Regions from separate parts of the Hordeum vulgare genome. Here region 1 is linked to region 2. A link is a contact called in public Hi-C data. All regions are on one chromosome and are shown on one strand. Each heading gives the region's core, a stretch centred on a gene start, on an enhancer-like site or on the middle of the called end of the contact. The rest is flanking DNA. Distances are from core to core; before and after follow the strand shown. Region 1 holds the start of LOC123430559 (transcription factor TCP7-like). Region 2 overlaps LOC123427293 (probable sphingolipid transporter spinster homolog 2).

Region 1 (6,119 bases), core at 338-2,837, 37 kb after region 2:
TTCTTGAGCCAAGTGCTACATTCAGGTTTTTAGGGTCAGACTTCAGATGCCTGCGCCTGTCTAAGTACTTGCCAATAATTGCATACGGAGCTCCCCAAAAGCTGAAACCTCACGTTCAAACCCGGAAAAAAAGGCACAGTATGTATCGTATAGTAGTAGTGTCTTCAAGTTCGACTCGTAGTTTTCGTTACAATTCATTCGAATAAATTTAGGTGATTTTGGCAGAAATTTAGACGATTCCATTAAAATTTATACAAACTTAAAAAAATACATAAAAACATAAAAAACTACGCAGCCGTCGTCCTCGACCTACCGCTGATAGTCGTTCATGTCGAGGAGCTGATAGAAGGCGATGTAGCCGTCGTTACCGTCGTCATCGCCGTAGTCGCCGTCTTGCGCGCCGTCCTTCCGACAGCCTTGCCTGAATTACCGCTGCGGACGGAGGCGATCTAAGTCGGCGCCTCCTCGTCGCTATCGTCAAGGACGATGACGCCGCCCTCTTCGCGACCGTTGCGTCACACGTCGTTCTTCTCGGTGGCGAGCGGCGGCATCGTGCTGGAGGAGCGGGAGGAGGACGAGAACGAGGACCCCACCATTCTCCTCGGTAGCCACAAGCTGCCGCTCCGGCGCGAGAGTGACGACGTCGGTTACTCTAGCGACGGCTCGTTGTCACCCTCAATGTGCTCGAGGACGGCGTGCAGCGTGCGCCCGGGGGACGCCCCACCACTGATGACGGGCGTCGGAGTTGGGGCGCCCCCTTGGCGCCCGAAACCCGTTGGTGGAGGCGAGCTGGTCGGCGTGGCGACGCTGGAAGTATGCCATCCACACAGGCAGATTGTCTGTGGCGTACTTTTCTTCCTGCCGCACGTGCTCCGGCAAAGACGCCCGGATGCGTGCGATCTCGCCGCGGTGTTCCGCGACGGATGATGGAGGGGGACGGGGACTCCTCCGGCGCTCAATGTCAAGGCGCCCGGCATGCGCATGTTTGACTACGCCGGATAGTTGGCCTCGCGGAGGGCGTGCACCTCTCACTCGTGCAACGACTGACGGCCGAAGCTGTTGGCAGCCGCTCCGTCGCCGGGGAAACGCTCCGCCATGGACTCGGGAAGTTTTCGACGGTGGAGGCGAGAAAGATGGGAGAACGGGGTGGAGTGGCGAGTGTGCGACGAGCGGCGATGATGCATGGCTTTTTAAAACGGGGAAGGGGCGGGAGCGGTGTGCACCCGTGGTGGGAAAGGGCGGGATGTGCGACAGTGTGCCATCACTGCGCCGCCACATCTTGGTATCCGGCGAATTGAACCGGCCCGGGAGCCAAGGCGACGAAAAGGACGAACGTTCTCAGCAACGCCTAGTCTTGCTGACTCAACGGGTCCACGCGGTAAGGATTTGGCGCAGCTTGTTTTCACGTAAATTTTTTTCCGACACCGCGGCGCGTTGGGTTCGGCCTAGATCCGCCGACGTCAATTTTGATTCAAAACGACGAAAAACAAGGTCCTGAAACGCCACTGGACGAGTTTTTTAACACAGGCGACTAAAATAGATCTTGATGGGCTATTGGGGACGCGTGTAGAGATGCCCTAAGTATGAGCATTTTCCTGACATTCTACACTCTGAAATGCGTATGGCTTTGTAGTAGTAGTACACACTTCTGACGTATCAGAATTCAGAAGGCATGAAATGAATATACTAGAAAGAAAATGCACATGAAACTCCAGCCCCTTTATAAATTTGCACCCCACAGGGCCAGGGACCAAGCGGACAAGGCCCTATCCATCCATCCATCCCCATCACCTCCCCACACACCTGTGCGCCACCCGAACGAAAGCTAAGCCACCAGCAATCAGCCATGGCATCCCGCGACGCCGCCACCTTCCAGCTCTACCGGCCCATGGCAATGCCGACGGCGACGCCCATGTCCCAGACGATGGCAATGCCCGTCTTCTCGTCGGCCGAGGCCGCGGACGACGCCGTGGTGGCGGTGCCGGCGCCGAGAAAGGCCGGCGCGGCCAAGGGCGCCAAGGACCGGCACAGCAAGGTGAACGGGCGCGGGCGGCGCGTGCGCATGCCGATCGTGTGCGCGGCGCGCGTGTTCCAGCTCACCCGCGAGCTGGGGCTCAAGTCGGACGGGCAGACCGTGGAGTGGCTGCTCCGGCAGGCCGAGCCGTCCATCATGGCCGCCACCGGCTCCGGCACCACCCCCGCCGTCTTCTCCTGCTCCTCCGCGCCGTCCACCGCCGGCGTATCCCTCCTGGGGAAGCGCCCGCGGGAGGACCACGAGGCGGCGCCGTCCTTCTGGGAGGCGCTGCAGGCCCGGCCCGTGCCCTGGGGCCTCTCCCCGTCGCTGGAGGCGCAGGCGTACGCGTCGTCGGTGGCGCAGGGACACCACCACCACCTGAACCTGCTCTCCGCGCTCTCCGGCGCCTCCAGGCGACCAGCGGAGGAGGAGTCCCGGTGACCGCCGCTGCCGACTCCCTACGTGATCGCATGCGCTGACCTGCCCGTGCCCTGCTGCCTAATTCTTGGAACCAAGCCAAGCCAGGAGTTCCTGCTGGCTTGCTGCTGTGTGGTGTGGCTTGCCCTACGTACTTTCGCATTTTCCTTTTGCTTCCTTTCTCCTTTGCGTGCACTGTGTGTTTTCTTTTGCGTGGATTTTTGGCCTGGGGAAGAAAGAATTAATCGAGGATCTGAGCAGCATCAGAGATTCCAAGGCAGCAAAGCAACTGTTGACACAGGTCTGCTACCAGATCTTACTTCTACTACTCCATCTCGTCAGACTTGTGATTGTGCTTGTTGCTGCTAGTTGTTACTACAGTGTATTACGCCACTGCCACGGCCCTGCCATTGCCTGCTGGTTGCTGTGAGTGACGATCGATCTAACACAGTGCCACTCTTGTACCGCTCGATTCTTGTTTTGCTTCAATGGCAGCCCCTCTATCAGTACGCAGTATCGTTTTGCTGATGCAAGGCTCTCTCTCTCTCTCTCCGGTGTGTGTGTGATTGGCGTCTGCGGCTACAGTCGAAACGATGATGAAATGACATGGCAGGGCTGCGAAACAATGATTTAGTTCATGTTTAGCAGATTTACTTTAATCGTGGGTCGTCGCTTTTATCTCTGCAATACTGCTGCTGGGGGCAAAAGCTGCTGCTGCTGCTGCTAACGGCCTCTGCCACTTTGCCCTGGTGAAAGGCTCGGGCTGTTTTCCCCGGCCATTATTGGTGCCAAGCTGTAAGCCATTTGGCCGGGCAGGGAAGAGAGCTGCCCTACCTCGCCTGACGGAATGCAGATCTCTGCGCCCCTGCGCCCCCCAACGGCTTACGTTGGCGATGCGATGCGATGCTCGCAGATTTTAAGTGCTCCACGTTACGGACGGAGCACAGTAGTAGCGTATGCAGCATTGTGAAAAAACATGTTTTTCCTGCGGCTGAAGAGGCATCCTCTGTGACTGTGAGGCTGCTCGCACCAACCTGCCTGTCCTTGGCGTCCGGGCTGGTTGGTGGCGGCCAGCTGCAAGGCAATGCTGCATGCCTCTGAACTGAGGTCTCTGGGAATGGATGGATATGCCGGTGACTTATTACGGCTGTTCTTATTTTGGAAGGGCTGGTGACTTGGTGTTGGTACACTCCTTGGTCGTTGGACAACCGCATGCCATTGCCAGCCATGCCGGGAACTTCTCGCTGGGTTTGGGCAAAGAAAGATCGGCAACATCTGTTGCTTTCGTGCACTGTTTTTCGTTCTTCTTTAAGCAAACTTTCGTGCAGTGTTGTGTGCGGGACTTGCCGATGGGAGGTGACATTAGTGAAGAGCGCGCTCAGCTTGCATCGATATTAACGTACGCCTCTACTTAAGGGCAGAGGTTCATGGCGCAAATATGTTCTCTCGGAGCAGGAGATATAGTATATAGTATAATAAAGGTTTTCTGGTTCAGATGACACCAAGAGGGGATAGCTCAGTTGGGAGAGCGTCAGACTGAAGATCTGAAGGTCGCGTGTTCGATCCACGCTCACCGCAAATCTCTTTTTTTTTAAAAAAAAAAATCGGATCTTCTTCAGTTGCTGTGAGTACAAGAATTTTTCTTTTAATAAATTTTAACAATCCGGATCTGCTTCAAATACGGGAACTACAACATTTTTTTTGAAAAAAATCGGATCTTCTTCAGGTGCTGTGAGTACAAGAAATTTTCTTTTAAATAATTTTTAACAATTCGGATCTGCTTCAAATACAGGAAGTACAACAAATAAGGAATACGTAATAAATGTTTTTTGCGTGGTCTGGATAAAAAACGGGCCTAGACACGTGATTTTGTGTGTGTACGAGGTCAGTGTAAAGAAAAATAGTATATTCTGTGCCACACTATAAAGAACTGTGACTGTTTTTCTTTACAGGGACAATATAAATTCATTTCAATCAAGGTGGTTCATTACAATCATCTTCGCTAAGAGTGTCAATCTTGTCACGCTCACCGCAATGCTCTTTTATTTTTTATATTTTTTTAAATCGGATCTTGTTCAGGTGTTGTGAGTACAACAAATTTTCTTTTAAATAATTTTTAACAATTCGGATCAGCTTCAAATACGGGGAGTACAACCAATAAAAAGTACGTAATATTTTTTTTCCGCATGGTCAGGATTAAAAAAGGGTCCTAGACATGTGATTTTGTGTGTGTATGAGGTCAATGTAAAGAAATATAGTATAGGGCACAATAATCTTTTTCTAGGCCACACTATAAAGAATTGTGACTTTTTTAATGGGGAAAACATAAATTCATTTCAATCAAGGTGGTTCATTACAATCATCTTGGCTAAGAATGTCAATCTTGTCTCGGTGATGGCGCCATGCGAGTAGATGATCTACCCATCTGCGCTAAAACATGAGCTATATTATTTTGGCTTCTTCTAATATATGCTATTTCCCCTTCCTCAACTAAAACAACCATGATGGTCTCTTTGACGTGTCATCCGTAAACATTTGAGCAGCCACATAACAGTCCGTCGACAAAAGGCTATGTGCTCCACTTCAAGGTGAGTGCAATGCCTTCTACACATAGTGAAACTTCCTCTTCAAAGGCGCTAGAACATGTATGCAGAAAATGACATGATGTAAAGATGATATGTCCTTCATGGTTTCGCAGTATCATATCGGCTCCTTCCTAAACGCGTCATGTGTATTCAACTTGTACCAGCCCGCCAACTGTCGGTTCCATCTCCTCGCAAAACCCTATTTCATTTCTTGCACTCAATCTTGTACCGGAACCTCAAATTGATACCTAGGGTGTGTCTAATAGTATTGATTACATCTTGTAGTTGATGCTTTATGGTTTACTTGGTGAAAGATCATATGTTCAGATCCATTATGCTATTCAATACCTCTCTGGTCATGAACATGTTTATCACTTGTGGGTAGTTACTTTTGTTCTTGAGGCCACGGGAGAAATCATGTTGTAAGTAGTCATGTGAAGTTAATATTTTGTTCGGTATTTTGATGATATGAATGTTGTGATTTCTTTAGTGGTGTTATGTGAACGTCGACTATATAACACTTCACCATATTTCGGGCCTAAGGGAATGCATTGTGGAGTAGTAATTAGAGGGTGGGTTACAAGAGTGAAAGAAGCTTAGAACCCAGTCTATGCACTACTTCATAAGGGGCTGATTTGGATCCCTATGTTTAATGCTATGGTTAGAATTTATTATAAATACTTTTCTCGTAGTTGCGGGTGCTTGCGGAAGGGTTAATCATAAGTGAGAGGTTTGTTCAAGTAAGAACATGACCCAAGCACCGGTCCACCCACATATCAAATTATCAAAATACCGAACGCGAATTAACCCAACATGACAAAAGTGACTAGATGAAATTCCCATGTGCCCTCAAGAACACTTTGCCTATTATAAGAAATTGTTCTGGCCTGTCCTTTGCCACAAAAGGATTGGGCTACCTTTCTGGACCTATTGTTACTATTGCTACTTGTCACTTGTTACAATTATCTTGCTATCAAACAACTTGTTACCACTATTTCATTGCTTACAGAAATTACTTTGCCAAAAATCGCTTGTTATTTCCTTCCGCTCCTCATTGGGTTCGACACTCTTACTTATCAAAAGGACTAATATTGACCCCTTAT
Region 2 (5,784 bases), core at 1,403-3,902:
GTCGTCTCGTAGGTGCCGAGGCTGAGACGGAGATCGCCGGAGCGTATCTCCGAGTAGTACCCGCCGTTGGGGCGCAGGCGGACGCCGCGGTAGCCCGATGCTCCTCGGTGGCGCGTCGGTGGCGGGGCGCTGGAGCGGGAGGTAGAGGAAGAGAAGAGGAGCGGTGGAGGCGCGTGTGGCGAGCGCCGCATTTTATAGGCGCGCCGGACGCGGCGCGGCAAAATTGGCGCGCGAGCTGCCGCCTTTTCGCGCGCGCGCAAGCGGTTCCCGCGCGCGCGACTTTCCCGCCGCCGCTGGAGCGCCCCAAAACCTCCCCCGCGCGCGCGTCTTTTGGCCCGGCCGTTGGAGATGCTCTTATGTCTACTGAGTAGTAGAGTACATGGCAGTCATATACTTATGTCTACTGAGTAGTACATGGCAGTCATATACTAAGTCTGGAGGCTGGAGCAATGAAGCTAAAGGAAACTGTATATGCTTCTTACTATGTATTAATAATGTAATTCTTACTTCAATTGACGTGATTTCTTTTTTGTAGCTTCTTTCTGGCGCAACTTTCCTAGGGGCGATATTTTGTTTCGGTGCCTTTTGTTTCAAGAGCCTTTATGGGTTCATACCCTTTTTTTCAGTGGGGGAGCTCTTGGTTTTTGCAACTCAGGTAAATACTTCCTTCGCTGAACTATTTTCACAACACGGTACATTCGTACTCCTGGTACGTAGCTGAGCTCTGAAACTATTGTTGCTAATTTAGGAACACAAAAAAATGTAGTCCTATTTTATTATGTTTGTTATCTTGGTTCCCACTTTTGAAAATCTTTACATCGGAAGTTAATCTAGTTGCTGTACAGATATTAGATGTAAAAGCACAATGATTTTAAACAGCTTGCTTCTATTTTTAATTCTTCAGATATACTTATCCTTTGAACGTACAGGCTCCAGTAAACTACATATGCCTTCATTCTGTGAAACCAAGTTTGCGGCCATTATCAATGGCTATGTCTACTGTTTCAATCCATATATTGGGTGATGTGCCTTCCTCACCCCTTGTTGGGTTAATTCAGGTACTTGTTTTTGTGCTTGTTCTCAATGAATCATAGGCAAAGAATTACTTGCTCAGCAACTTAGCCCATGTTCTCTGTATGTAATCAGGTCCATTATTTTCATGTAAACGAGATTACCCCCATATGCAAATATTCTGCTACGTTGATGTCTCAATGATTGTCATAATGAATTTGATTTATATGTAAATACTCCTTTATATTAAAATATAAGACGTTTTTGGTCTAGATTTAGAAAAAAAAGGTCTTATATTTTGATACAGAGGGAGGGAGTATATTATTTTAGATCCCAATATTTATGTGTCCTCTTATCACTCTATTAGTGCCCTAGCAGATGATGCATTATAAGCTAATATAGCATTTTAGTTGCATGCAACACCACTTGGATGGTGATGCTTTTCAGTATTGTTGCATCGTAGAGTCTTACATTGTGCTTTTATTGTTGGAACTTTGATGCAGGACAAACTCCATAACTGGAGAATAACGGCGCTTTTGTTGACATCCGTCTTCATTGGTGCATTTGGATTTTGGTTTTGGGGTATGCTCTCTTAGTATAGAAATTATATAACTTCATATAGTATAATGTCTGGGCAGTATCTCATGTTTTCACTTACTGATTAAAGGGACCGTACTGTTTCAGCCTCTCAGACATTCCTTCATGTGTAGCAGTCATATGCAAGCATGATTTGAAACCAAACCAAATCACTACCATGCCTTAATGTGCAGATTGAATATGCTTATCCTAAAATAAATTTAAACTTGCCCTGCAGTAATGCATTTTAGTGTGTATTTGTGATACTTGGCTGAAGCTGGGACATATTTACTCTCTGCAGGCATATTTTTGAATAGTGTTGATCGTTTCAATGAGCAGAGCGAGCATGGTGTTCCTGCCACTGAGAGATCAAACCTCAGGCCATTGCTTGATGATGGAAACGATGAAGCGCGCACTTCTGAATGATGAGTGAGGTCATCGACCAAGATGTCTTTTTCTTTCTTAGCCGGATTATTTCGGCCGTGCCAGCAAGCATTGTGAAATGTAAATTTGCATGTCCGTTGGCTGTACCTGTACATAAATCATCATTTGCTCTATTGGTCTTCTTGGCTTTTGTGTACAGACTGCAGATAACTGTAACAGAGTATGTATCAGTCGTGTAACTTATCAGAAAGGTGGGTAATGTTTGCACATGTCAACAATTTTTTTTCTGAATTAGTCGGATCTGAAGCTAGAATTGCTTGCCCGGTTTCTACTTCTCTACCGGTCGCCAAAATAGATCATGTGGATGGATCCATCATCTATTTGGTTTTTCTTTCATGATAAATTGCGTAGTACTGCATGATAAATTGCTTTAGTAAATGCACATGGGATTGAACGCCCCCAGGGTATATGGTCCCAATCATCCGCCATGCTGCCCGTACATCTGGTAGGTCAGCGGAATAAAATGAACGGGCGCCCAACTGCCGACTGGAATGGCGATGTACGCTGCACCAGGAAGAGGGAAGAGGGTTGCAGCGCGATCATGACCCGGAACAACCAATGTGGTCCAGGCTGGGCGCAACAGCAACAGCAACAGCATGTCGCGTCTGGCGAGCCGTCAATCCGCCCGATGATCCAGCTGCCCGGCCGCGGCTCCACCACACATGCAACGCGAGCAGCACCCTGCCATCCTGCTAGTACCACAACAAGAATCATTCGTCACCTACGTTCGTATACGTGCGCCCGCGCGTCCTCCTGCTATTACTTGCCAGTCGCCACCACTCTCGGCACTTGGTGGATAAATCGCCGCCCGTCCGCATCGCACCATCCGCTGCACGCGTGACCTCTGCCCCGGCCTTTTGTTTGAAAACGACTCGTACAAATCTGTTTATTGGTCTCGCTGAATATCAGCTGAGAATGACCTGCTGTGTAGCTGGGTCTCTGTCAACGCCCCGGGGTACTGATAGCATGCATCATGCATGCAATGCAAGTTTCTTTTCCTTCTTTTGCATGCGGACGCAGCCAGGCACAGGCATGGCAAATGATTTTTCGGAGGACTACCCTGAAACGACGCCGATGGAATGCAGCATGTCAAAAAGATTGTAAACCTCGAAAGTTTTTCTATATGCAGATCAATGTTAGAGCAACTTCAATCGCACGACCCGTTTTGTCCTGGCGTGTCCGTTTGGTTTGTCGCGGACAGAAAACACAACCAACACGTCGATTCAAACGGATGTGTGTCCATTTTGTGTCCACGCGCGATCCATTCCACGCTCAAATTTAAGCCGGATTTGCATCAGCGCACACACGGGACGGACGCCCGCGTCACCCACCCTTCTTTCCCCTTCAACGCCAGTCGGTGACACAACGTCATCGTTTCCGTCCAATTTCCCAAAAACATCCCATCCACTCGCGCGCGCTATGGACGATGACGTGGGACCCTCGACATCGCCGTCGACCTCACCTCTCTTGCCTTCGTCGGTTCTGTCAAGGGCGAACGCAAAGGGCCGGCTATGACCAACAAGAAGAAGGTTTTGACATTTCAGGAGTGCGCCGTCCAATCGGATAGGAGGAAGCACCGTCGGCATGAGCAAGAGGCCAGGAAGGAGGTCGCGATCGCGTGTAGCATCGCCGCCACCGTAGATCGGGAGGCCGAAGTCGCAAAGAACTACCGGCTCATCGCTGCCGCCACGAGGCAGGCCCTGCTGATGCCGGGGTTGGATCCAGGGCAGCACGGGCTCGTCGCTGCCGCTGTCTCCGCGCATGTCCATCGAGGTGTCGAAATCATGAAGGTGGACTTGAGCACGATCTCTCCGAGGAAGCGGTCTTGGTTCGAAAAGATGAAGGCCGACATGCTCAACCTCGATGACGAGTGATCCATGCCATGGTGTGCGGGCATGATGACCGCGAATAAGATGGCGTGGTGGAACTACATCCTCATTTTGTGTGCAGGCATGTGTGCCGACCTCGTTGGCAAGTGTATCCAGTTTGAGAACTGTGTATTCTTTTTGTAGCCTGACATATGTATGTCGGCCGCTGGCAATATCGTCGACATGAACTCTTGACGCTCGTGTGGTCACTGACATGATCCGTGACCGTGGACCTTTTTTATCTTAAAAAATGTTAAGCACAGACGAAAAATGGGTCGACGCGTTGGCCGCACGACCGATTCATTTAAAAACAGAGGTGAACACGACCGACGGCCGACCCAAACGTTTTCCGCCTGCCTGATAAAAGACGTGTGCGTCCGTCGTGCGGTTGGAGTTTCTCTAAGAGCAACTCCAACCGGCCGACCCAAAACGACGACGGTTTTGTCTGCTCTTTGTCCATTTGGGTTGGCCACCAGCTCGGCGTACAACCAGTTTTCATTTTGGGCCGGCCGTGCGCCCAACGTAGGCGACCCATTTCATGTCCAAAAGGGCAATGGCCATGTCGCCCACCGAAGTTCATGCCGGTGGCGGCCGCAACTTCTTCCCTTGCGTCCGCCGCATGCCTCCGGCCCTTCCTCTTGGCCGACTGCATGACCCGCTCCTCCGATGTCAGCTTCTTCTTGGGCAACGCTGCGGTCTTGCGAGGGATGCACGGCTTGCCTTTGGCGAAGGGGGCAGAGGCGAGGCCAGACGAGGCGACGGAGGCGAGGGAGGCGAGGCCGGCGGCGGCATGGAGACCGTCGTTCATGGTGCGCACGGGCGGTAGGTGTTGGAAATTGGAGGGAAATGACCCAAATTTAGGCCGCAAATGGGTCAGCGGGGGGACGAAAAGCGGACGCATGTCCGTTTGGATCACCACGTTGGGCCGACTTTTCTGTCCGTGTTGACCCAAACGGACACACGCAGACAAAATGGATCAATGCGTTGGAGTTTCTGTAAGAGCAACTCCAACGGGGTGAACCATTTCTTCCGTAGATGTCCGTTTGGGTCTGCACGGACAAAAGTGATGGCCAAATGATGCACCCAGATTCGGGCCCTCCGTGTGTGGTAACACCCCTAATCCTGCTGGTTTGGTTGATGAACCAGATGGGATTACAATGGTGCTCCTTGAGCTATGTGACGGAGGTGGAAGAAGAAGCTGGTAGCCTTCTCTACCTCTCCTATGTGGATGCGTGAGCGTATGACCGGCTGACCCCTTGCATGGGGCAGTACCAGGGGGTTTTATAGGCCAGCCCCTGGCTTACAATAAGGATAAAGGATACCGGAGGACCCGGCTGGTAGCCTCTCTAGCCGACCAGGGGGGGTCACCGGTTGAGGAGTCTTGTCGCGCGTAGGGGCCCGCCGGCTGTTGGGTCTCGTCGAGACCGGGACCCATCGACCAGTCGTTGTTATTGGTGCGTGCTTATTACGCACCGGCATGCACCGCACTGTGTAGCGTCATCTTATGGCAGTCGGCTACAGTCAGCGGTACGACTGGTTGCACTGTAGCCATGCCGGGGCAGGTAACAGAGTGGATGGCGGGCGTGCTGCCACTATGCCGCCTCGATCGTTCGCAGTCGACGAGGGTCAATGGTACGACCGCCTCCACTGTAGCCACGCGCGGTCAGGTCAACGGTACCTGAGCCATTGTAGCCATGCCTTCGATGATGTGCATGTGACGCGCTTGTGAGGGTGATGTGACTAGAGCTGACCCATCCGGCTGGCAGGATGTATTCGAGCCGGATGGAGAACAGTTCTGCCCCGAGCCGACTCGACTGCGCAGACGGCGAGGGGCAACCGGCCATCCCGAGAGGAGAGGCTGCCGTGCGTTGTTTTTCCAAGGAGG

The links. Hi-C and Micro-C count contacts between places; a contact is called where the count stands out from the background.
Region 1: a contact with region 2 is called in a Hi-C map of seedling, with 2.8 times the contacts expected there. The contact joins the promoter of LOC123430559 here to the enhancer-like site in region 2. A contact is called at or near these places in 2 of 6 Hi-C or Micro-C datasets (leaf and seedling).

The regions. Positions count from the first base shown.
Region 1 is chr2H:565,393,960-565,400,078 of MorexV3_pseudomolecules_assembly, forward strand. LOC123430559 (transcription factor TCP7-like) reads left to right here and starts at 1,588. Exons shown (of 1, transcript XM_045114418.1): 1 at 1,588-2,964. The coding sequence starts at 1,847. The coding sequence ends at 2,455.
Region 2 is chr2H:565,355,534-565,361,317 of MorexV3_pseudomolecules_assembly, forward strand. It overlaps LOC123427293 (probable sphingolipid transporter spinster homolog 2), which reads left to right. Exons shown (of 17, transcript XM_045111297.1): 14 at 536-655; 15 at 930-1,058; 16 at 1,515-1,593; 17 at 1,889-2,246. The coding sequence ends at 2,013. Among protein-coding and RNA genes, the nearest start is that of LOC123427293, 11 kb to the left of the region's middle. Within about 2 kb of position 2,653, at least 3 of the 3 cell types and tissues checked have open chromatin away from gene starts, as enhancers often do. A contact at or near this core is called in leaf and seedling, where this site is marked.